Linked DNA regions of Sus scrofa: region 2 is linked to region 1. Evidence: chromatin contacts called from public Hi-C data. All regions are on one chromosome and are shown on one strand. The core of a region is the stretch at or near the end of the contact, and the rest is flanking DNA. Distances in the headings are between cores, read along the strand shown. Region 1 holds the start of HYOU1 (hypoxia up-regulated protein 1). Region 2 holds the start of ABCG4 (ATP-binding cassette sub-family G member 4).

The links. Hi-C and Micro-C count contacts between places; a contact is called where the count stands out from the background.
Region 2: a Hi-C map of fetal liver shows a contact between it and region 1, with 1.7 times the contacts expected there. The contact joins the promoter of ABCG4 here to the promoter of HYOU1 in region 1. A contact is called at or near these places in 1 of 5 promoter capture datasets (fetal liver), 3 of 47 Hi-C or Micro-C datasets (epiblast stem cells, fetal liver and skeletal muscle) and 1 of 2 datasets of contacts at active chromatin or transcription factors (alveolar macrophages).

The regions. Positions count from the first base shown.
Region 1 is chr9:46,274,521-46,279,150 of Sscrofa11.1, reverse strand. HYOU1 (hypoxia up-regulated protein 1) reads left to right here and starts at 2,095. Exons shown (of 25, transcript XM_021062954.1): 1 at 2,095-2,204; 2 at 3,164-3,261; 3 at 3,467-3,560; 4 at 3,742-3,820; 5 at 3,973-4,127; 6 at 4,249-4,325; 7 at 4,626-4,630. The coding sequence starts at 3,171.
Region 2 is chr9:46,362,716-46,367,345 of Sscrofa11.1, reverse strand. ABCG4 (ATP-binding cassette sub-family G member 4) reads right to left here and starts at 2,800. Exons shown (of 15, transcript XM_013979467.2): 1 at 2,162-2,800; 2 at 1,180-1,444. The coding sequence starts at 1,417.

The sequences.
Region 1 (4,630 bases), core at 846-3,345:
ATGCTATGGAATGTTCTGTAGCACTAAAAAATTAGGTGAGTCTTCATGCACTGACAAGGGAAAACAATCATTTACTGTTACAAAAAAAGCAAATTGTAAACAATCCAATTGTATAACATTTTAATCATCTAAAAAAGACAAGAGCTACATGTTTCAAGAGAGGAATATACAAATACACCAAATACAGAGGAAAAGGCCTGGAATGTTAATACACCACTGTTACCTGCTAACAGCAGATACTTCCAGAGAAGAGAGTGATGTAGCAAATGGTATCAAAGGGATTTTGCTTTATCTAGAATATTGGAACTTCTATCAAGATTATATTGATAATCTTGGCCTCGCTGGCCTTGCTCAGTGGGTTAAGGATCCAGTGTTGCCATGAGCTGCAGTGTAGGTCACAGATGCAGCTTGGATCAGGCATAGCTGTGGCTTTGGCTGGCAACTGTGGCTCTGATTCAACCCCTAGCATGGGAATTTCCATGTGTCGCAGGTGCGCCCCCCCAAAAAAAGTTAAACTTTTAAGTGAATTTCTCTTTATTTCTACCAATTTCTCTTCTACCTGAGGACTAAACTATTCTTTTTTTTTTTTCTTTTTTTTCTTTTTTAAGGCTGTTCCCTCAGCATACGGAGGATCCCAGGCTAGGGGTCTATTCAGAGCTACAGCTGCCGGCCAACGCCACAGCCACATCAACTCCAGATCCAGGCCTCATCTGCCACCCACACCACAGCTCACGGCAACACCAGATCCTTAACCCACTGAGCAAGGCCAGGGATCGAACCCACAACCTCATGGTTCCTAGTCAGATTTACTTCCACTGGTCCACTATGGGAACTCCCCTGAACTATTCTTAAAGGGAAGAAAAATAGACCTCTCCCTGGTACTGAAAGATTTATCTTCTAAGCGTAGAATCCTCTGGAGTTTCCTTGCAGAGCAGTGTTAAGGATCCAACATTGTTACTGTAGCAGCTCAGGTTAGTGCTGGGGCTTGAGTTCAATCCCTGGCCAGGGAACTTCACACGCTGCCAGAGTGGCCAAATAAGAAGAAGAAGAGACACAGAAATTTAATTCTCTCTCCCTAATCAACAAGAAAAATGTAGGGAAAGGAACAGATAAGGGTTTCTTAACCTAACCCTAGCTGTCACTGCCAGGGCCTTCATGAGAACCTTTTATGAAAGGAGGCCAGACATCAATTTTGTGAGAGGAGAGAAGCAAACGATATTCACATTAAAGAAAAGTATGCTCATCTCAATAAAACTGGGAAAAGAAAATAAAGTGCGCTCTTCAAGGACCAAATACATTTCTATGGGTCGGTAAAGGACAGAGAGGAGTGAGGAGCGTTGATAATTGCCGAGGTGCTTTGATTCGAAGGAGAAAAAAAGGGATGTGCACAAGTTTAATTGAAGAAAAACAGGAGGTGGTGTATCTGTGCTTAACCAATTACAAGTAAAATTATTTTGTGTATAGCGTTTTGCAGTTTGGAATATTCTTTCTCATACAAATTAGAAAAGAGTTTAGGCCAAATTCGGCCACTAAGACAAGCATTATCTCCGACCCATCAGCGAGCATCTGTTTTGGTGGTTTTACTTTCCTCAAAAAAACGAAAAGAAAATCAACTATGATGGAAAAATAAAAACCACATTTTAAAAAAATAAACGAAGGGAGGTCGGGGTGGTCTACGCCCGAAGCGCAGCGGTTCTCTGATTTCCAGCCAAAGCCTAGGGCAGTTCAATACCGACCAGCTAGAGAGCGCCTCTTCCGCTTGGCTGCGGAGGGGATGCGGGTCACTCCCGCTCCTCCGCCGGGGTTCCCAGGTAACCGACCGGAAGAGAGGGCCAAGTGCGGGCCCATCTTTGCGCCCACTTGCTCCAGGTACCGGTTACCCGCGACCCGGGCAGTCAGACGTCCAGCGAGGCAGCCGGAAAGGTCCCGCGATCGCACCAGGACCGACGCTGAGCCGTATGACGTGGGCCAATCGGAAGCCGGCGTCGGCGGTTTTCTTCCAACTGGTTGACTGGCCCCTTCGCTGCCTCCCCGGCAGGGGCTGGAGACGGAGGAGGGGGCGGGCCTAGGACGTGGCCCAATGGGAGCGCGCGCCGGGGCGGCAGGGGGAAGGACAGGGCGTGCTGCGCAGGGCCGGGCGGCGGAGGCTCCAATGAGCGCACGCCGCGTCCCGGGCCGGCTGGTGCGCGAGACGCCGCCGAGAGGTGGGTGGCTAATGTAACAGTTTGCAAACCGAGGGGAGTTGTGAAGGGCGCGGGCTTGAGGGGTGCTCTGCCAGCCTCGTGGGTCCGTCCGCCAGTGCGTCTGTCCCAGAGCTGGGGCCATAGGAGCGGAGGCAGAAGGTAGAGGGGGTGGGGATGGCGATGGGGACCGACCACCCCTTCTAGGGGAGGTAACGTGCTAGCTCCGGGGGCGGGTCGGTAGCGGGAGTGAGGGCCGCGCGGACGCCGGTGAGCTTGGCCCCGCAGCTCGGTCCTCGGGCCGCCCACACACCTTAGGGGTGGGCTAGGGACGGTTTCCGGGAGTGAGAGCCACCGCCTTCGGCAGGTGAACTCGGGGGACTCGGTACCCGTCCGTCCCGGACTCTTACCGTTCCAGACTCAGCGTCTGTGTAGGCAGCTGGGCCCGGGATGGGATGAAGAAGGGGGACAGGCCGGACAACCCGAAGGGATGCTGATGAGACAGGCCCTTCTTCCATCTCCTCCTCCCCCAACGTCACCATCTCTCAGTTCCTGTCCAGGCCCGACCTGGCTTTCCCCGCCAGCGGAGGGCCCCCAGGTGTGGGAAGGTAGTTGAGCCCTGGGCCGGGATCTCTGGCCGCCCCCCAGGTGTCTGACATCAGGGACAGTGCTAGAATGCGCTGGTTGCCGTGGGCGGAAGGCCCTGGTTTTCTTCCTCCTGCTCTGTTACCTTCCCTGTTTAGGGATGTAGTGGCTTTAGCTCAGGACTCATGTCATTTCACCTGGGCCTTTGTGTGGGTACTTCTGAGGACGATGAGAGTGCTTGTTTCTCACTAGGAAGGAGGGGAAGGGATGTAGACTGCCCTGCCCTGGGTGAGGATGGAGGAGGTAGGAATTTTAAAGCTTCTCTGTTCTGGATGAGGTTCTGCCTCCTTACTCAGGGCATCCAGTTAGTTACAGGTGTTGTTTTTCTCCTCCCCCAGGGACGCAATGGCAGCCATGGTCAGGAGGCAGAGGCCGAGGAGGCTAGCCTGTTGGGCCTTGATGGCTGTGCTCTTGGCAGACCTGCTGGCGCTGAGTGGTGTGTACCCCAACAGAGGCATCCAAAGAGACATAAATGAGTGAAGGATGAGTGATGTGTGGTGGGAAGCCTCTGCAGTCTTGAGCTGCTGGACCCACACCTTTGTCTTTCTCTGTCCTACCTTCTCCATGGAAGGTGCTTTAATGAGCAGGCCCTCAGGAAGATGGGGAAAGGGGGCTAATTGACAAATCTGTTTCCCCTTCAGACACACTGGCAGTGATGTCCGTGGACCTGGGCAGCGAGTCCATGAAGGTGGCCATTGTCAAACCTGGAGTGCCTATGGAGATTGTCTTGAACAAGTGAGGGCAGCCCCAGTGTTGGGTGGGGAAAGAGGGAGTCTGGACCCCAAGCTGCCATGTATTCTTTCTGGTGCCCTCAACAGGCCTTGGTGTCTGCATGATTGATTGTATGTGGGGTATGGAGGCTCTTGAGAACACACCTTGCCGTTGGGCATCTGATCTCAGTGTCTCTTTTCCTCAGGGAATCCCGGAGGAAAACCCCAGTGACTGTGACCCTGAAAGAGAATGAAAGATTCTTTGGAGACAGTGCAGCAAGCATGGTGAGCTAGCAGCCCACCCCCTTGCCAGAAGCAAGGGCCAGAGGAGAGGGGATGACTGACCCCGGAGCCTGTTCCCTGATCGGTCTCTGGGGTATGAGATCAGTGATGTTAGGCTTGGGAGCCTAATGCTCTGCTTCTCCTTTACCTCTTAGGCCATCAAGAATCCAAAGGCTACACTGCGTTACTTCCAGCATCTCCTGGGGAAGCAGGAGAATAACCCCCATGTGGCTCTTTACAGAGCCCGTTTCCCAGAGCACGAGCTAGGCTTCGACCCACAGAGGCAGACTGTGTACTTCCAAATCAGCCCGTGAGTGTCCTGCTGGGGAAGGTGGGCTCTGTGGGTCTGACGGGATCCCCATTGGCGTGTGCCCCCGTTGTCCTTGCCTTGACGCCTGGCTTTCCTTGCTGCTGACCGCCCCCTCCTCCAGGCAGCTGCAGTTCTCACCTGAGGAGGTCCTCAGCATGCTTCTCAATTACTCGCGTTCTCTGGCTGAAGACTTTGCAGGTGAGTGGCCAGGGTGGGGCCATTGGCAGCCGGGGTCCTTAGAGTCTCAAATGGAGGCAGTTTTGCTTCCCGGGGAGCATTTGGCAATATCTGATGATGCTTTTTGGTTGTCACAACCGGGGAGCTACTGCCGCTAGCATCTAGTAAGAAGCCAGGGCCACTGCCAAACATCCTAGACTGCCCAGGACCGCCCTTCAAAATAAAGAATTATCTGGCCCTAAACATCAGTTGTGCTGAGACTGGGAAACCCTTGTCTAAGGTATGAGCTGGTGGGACCCCCTGTTCTGTTGGCCCCTGTAGAGCAG
Region 2 (4,630 bases), core at 1,551-4,050, 87 kb before region 1:
ACACAGCCATGGGTGTTCATTTGTGGCTGGTGGGTTGAAGCAACCAGACAGCTGGTCCATCGAGTCACATTTCTTTTGTGTTTGCATTTCTCCTTAGAACTGTGAGGACATGAGAGGGCTAAGGAAATAATAGCTCTCTTCTCATTTTGCCCAGAGCCAGTTTTGGGGCCAAGAGGCTGCTTAGGGATAGGAGGCTGAGCGGGGAGCCCAGATGCCTCTGTTTCTATTGGCTTAGGCCCTGTGACCTTTTTGGCCACTTATGGGACCAGGAGTAGGGACTGCAGAGACAGTTCAGGCTCAGCCCTGCTCTGAAGCACCCTAAACATCTCTTAAACCTCAGAGAACAATGTCCCAGCTCCACCCCTGACCCACACCCAGGCTCTGGGAAAAAACCCAGCTTCTATATTCCCAGCTCAACCTGCTTAGGGCAGGCGCTTGTGGTGGGGTTGGCAAAAAATGTAAGGGATGCGGGCGATGGGCAGGGTTCAAAGGAACTCAGAGCCCCAGCCAGACCTTACCCACCCGTTCTGAGGTGAGAAATGTGGAGGAGATGGGGAATGCTGTACCAGGGAAATTATGAGAGAGAAAAGAATCACGGAGAGCTGGAAAACCTGGCTTCTGGTCCCAGCACTGCCACTTACTAGATGTGTGACATTTGTCAAGTTGCTCAACTTTTCTGGACCTCAGTTTCCTTATTAGTAACAGAGGGATGTCATCTACCCTGCTAAACCTTCACCCTCCCTGCCTTGGAGTTCTTTGGCAAGAATGAAGTAAGACAGGCATGAGAACATCTTTGAAAATCAGCAGCGCTCTACAGGTACAAGGATTTTTGCTCACCGCTGGGGACAACCCCCACAACACAGCCCCCACATTCCATGCCAGCCCTCAAAGACAGGAGTCTACCCTGGAAGGAAGAAGGAAAACTCCTCAAGGACCAGAGGTGATAGTGTCAACTTAGAAGAGGAAAGTTTCAATAACCCATTGAATCTAGTGTCCCATAGTGCTTACAGGTGTAGGGGCGGTGCAGACCGTGGCACCTCAGCTGTGCCCACAGTGAGTGAGGGGTCATTTTAGTGGGCCCCATCCTGCAGAATTTGCAGAACGGGGACACCCAGGCCTCCGGCTCCCAAAGGGGCAGCTCCTGGGGGCCCAATGCTCTCCACCAGGCTGCTCCCTTACCCCGTTTGCGCCAGCAGGGCCCCTCCCTCACGGAATAGGAGAGCTCCACGAACTCAATGTCCACGGCTGAGCGCTTGGGTAGGTGGGAGAAGCGCTGGGCTTCGGTGATGTGGTTCTCCACCTTCTTGAGGTGCGTGGTCAGCATTGGGGGCTCCGCCCCATCCTCCAGCGCCACGGCCATGGCCACAGCCCCAGGTCCTAGTCCACAGCCCACAGCCTCCAGCGCCTTCTCCGCCATCACGCCGCCGCCGCCGCCGCCGCCGGCCTGCAGAAAGAGGGCCTGCTCAGTTTCGGGCAGACCTCGATCCCTGGCTCAAAGCGCCCTTGCTTTCTAATGCTGCCCTCGCCCCCAGTCCCCGCCTCCTCGGGGTAGATCGGCTACTGGGAGCATCCTACAGCCCACCGCCGGAGCACCTGCCCTCCGCCGACCACTACTCCCGCGCAGCAACGTTCAGTCCACACCTCTCCTCGGTCCCGGGCAGCCCCAGCCCCAGCCTGGCCCCAGCCCGGTCCCTCAAAGCCCTCGCCCGCTCCCTCCTCCCCACCGAGGCTCTAATCTCCTTACCCCGCAGGCCAGCAGCCCCTGGGGACTAGATGGGGGAGGGGAAAAAAGAAGGGGTGGCCGACGGAGGTTGCCTGCTGGGAGGTCAGGGTAGCAGGGTGAGCGCAGGGTGGACCAGGCAAAGGCGGTGGAAGAGCAGGCTCTGAGCCTCCCGCTGCGTCCCCCTCCCCATCCCTAGGAGATACGCCCCGGCCGGCCCCTCCCGCCGGCGCCCCTGGGTCCGCGGGACCTGGGCTCTCCCCAAAGATCGGCGCACCACCCGGACTCAAAACCCCCACTGCCAATTAAGCCCCTCAAGGCGGGCTCACTTCCTCTCACCTCCCGCGTGCCTGGTCACCTTGACGCGCTCCCGGGCCGATTTGGAGCCGGGATGCTTAGCGCGGCCACGGGCCAAGGATGGAGACTTTGGGCCCTCCTTACCTGCCTCAGGCTGCGGCACCGGCGTCCCGGCTCCCGGTCCCGGCGGCCGGGCCGGGGCGGGGCCGGGGCGGGGCAGGCGACAGGGGAGGGCCCGGGCCTCAAGTCGGAGGAGAGATGACTAGGTTGGGAAGGGGTGATTGCGGTGCGCCCCTACTCCGCTCGGCCGCGCACACCCGGTTCCCTGAGCCCCTCAGCGCTGTGTCCTCCCGAACCAGCCGGGCGACTGCGCTCTGCTCCGCTGCTGCTCCCGGGTCCCGCTGTTCTTAAAGGGCCCGCGCCGCCCCTCAGTCCGCTGGGAGCGAGGATGGCGAAGGGGAGAGCCGAGCCAGCGACGCAGGGTGCCGGAGCTGGTGCAATTGTGGACCCAGGACTGGGGACTGGTGGCGAAGGGCAGACTTGGGGGCAGTGAGGAAAGGAGAACTGAAGTCACTCAGAGGGGACGGCTTCCTGGATTATAGACTATACAATGGTGATGGGGGAGGGGGTACAGATTCCATCACTCTCAAGGGATTGCGAAGCTGTCAGACTGTCTGCACTGCCCCCCCCCCCCATCGATTTCCCTCAGTTCTGGCCCTTGAGCTCAGGCACACACACCTCCGCCCTCGAATCCCCAAACTAGATAAAACGGCTTTGAAAGCAAGTCTTGGAACCTCCTCCATACTACCACCCCCACAGCCCACAACCGCACCCCGCCCCCAGCCCTCCCCCCAAGCCATTCCCTCTCTCAGGGAGAGACTAGTTTAAAAGGGACGGAAGGTGGCCGTTTTGGCGGAGCATGCAGGCAGCTAGCTCCAAGGTTAAACTGGTACCCAGAGTTGAGCCTGCTCTGATGGTGGAAATCTTTATTCTCCCGGGCAAATTCGGGCCCTTAAGACAGGCAATGCCTGATGCTGGAGGCACCTGTGTGCCAAGGCCTACACACAGGGCTCCCAGAACACTGACATGCGTGCCTTCTCTCCCTCATCCCACAAGCCTTCAAATGTAGATCCCCAGAGCACTCTTGAGGCTTTCTCCTGCTCTGCTCCTTTCTCAGGCAATTCCTCTTGGCCCCTGCCTGCCCTGGCCCCAGTCTTCAAGGGGTAAGTAGGTTAGCTGACTGAGACATGTGACCTGAGCTTTTAAGTTCCCACCTGTCACACAGCAGAGACGATGGGAGGGGACGCTGCTGGTGATGCTGCCACCGCTGAGGCTTCTTCTTACTGCAGCAGATGAGAGGTTACTAGCAGTCAAACCTCTCCCCTCCTGGTTCCCCTCCCCCTGCCCCACCAGCCTCTCCGCAGCCTGGAGGCTGGCGGCCCCTGCAGGACATTTCCAGGCCCCATCCTGTGGCAGAATTTCACACTGGTTTTGTTTTGGTTTTTTTTTTTTTTTTTTTTTTTTGCTTTTTAGGGCCACACTCGCGGCATATGGAGGTTCCCAGGCTAGGTGTCAAATCAGAGCTACAGCTACTGGCTTACAGTATAGCTCATGGCAACGCCAGATCCTTAACCCACTGAGCGAGGCCAGGGATAGAACCCACAACCTCATGGTTCCTAGTGGGATTCGTTTCTGATGCGCCATGACAGGAACTCCTTTATACAGATGTTAGGTCCAATTCTCTCTACCTTCCCCCACCCTCGACCCCATGCTCCAGAGCACCAACCTCCAGTGCTCTGCTGTGGACTTCCCGCCCCAAGAGTTGCATTATCTCATTTAATGCTCACACTATCCCTATGAGGAGGGTATTTCAACATCTCTTTAGAAATAAAGAGGAGTTCGGAGTTCCCATCGTGGCTCAGTGGTTAATGAATCCAACTAGGAACCATGAGGTTGCGGGTTCAATCCCTGGCCTTGATCAGTGGGCATTGCCGCAAGCTGTGGTGTAGGTTGCAGACACGGCCCGGATCCCGCGTTGCTGTGGCTCTGGTGTAGGCCGGTGTCTACAGCTCCGATTCGACCCCTAGCCTGGGAACCTCCACATGCCGTGGGAGCAGCCCTAGATAAAGCAAAAAACAAAACAAAACAAAAACAAACAAACAAACAAAAAATAAAGTCTCTAAAAAAAAAAAAGAACTCAGCTAGTATCCATGAGGATGTGGGTTTGATCCCTGGCCTCCCTTAGTGGGTTAAGGATCCAGCATTGCCGTAAGCTGTGGTGTAGGTTACAGATTCGGCTCGGATCCCACATTGCTGTGGCTGTGGCATAGGCTGGCAGCTGCAGCTCCGATCTGACCCCTAGCCTGGGAACTTCTATGTGCTGCAGGTGCAGGCCTAAAAAGAAAAAAAGAAATAAAGAAACTGAGGCATAGGTAGGCTAAGTAATGTACCCCAGAGGACATGCTCAGTTGGGAGAAGAACAGGGCTTGAACCCTAAAGTCCTGGCCTTTACCCGCTCTGCTATAAGGCCTCTGGGAACCCTATTCTCAAACAGACTGTCTCCCTTCATTTTCTAGACAGGCTCGTCAGAGTCGAGTGACACTCCCCTCCATT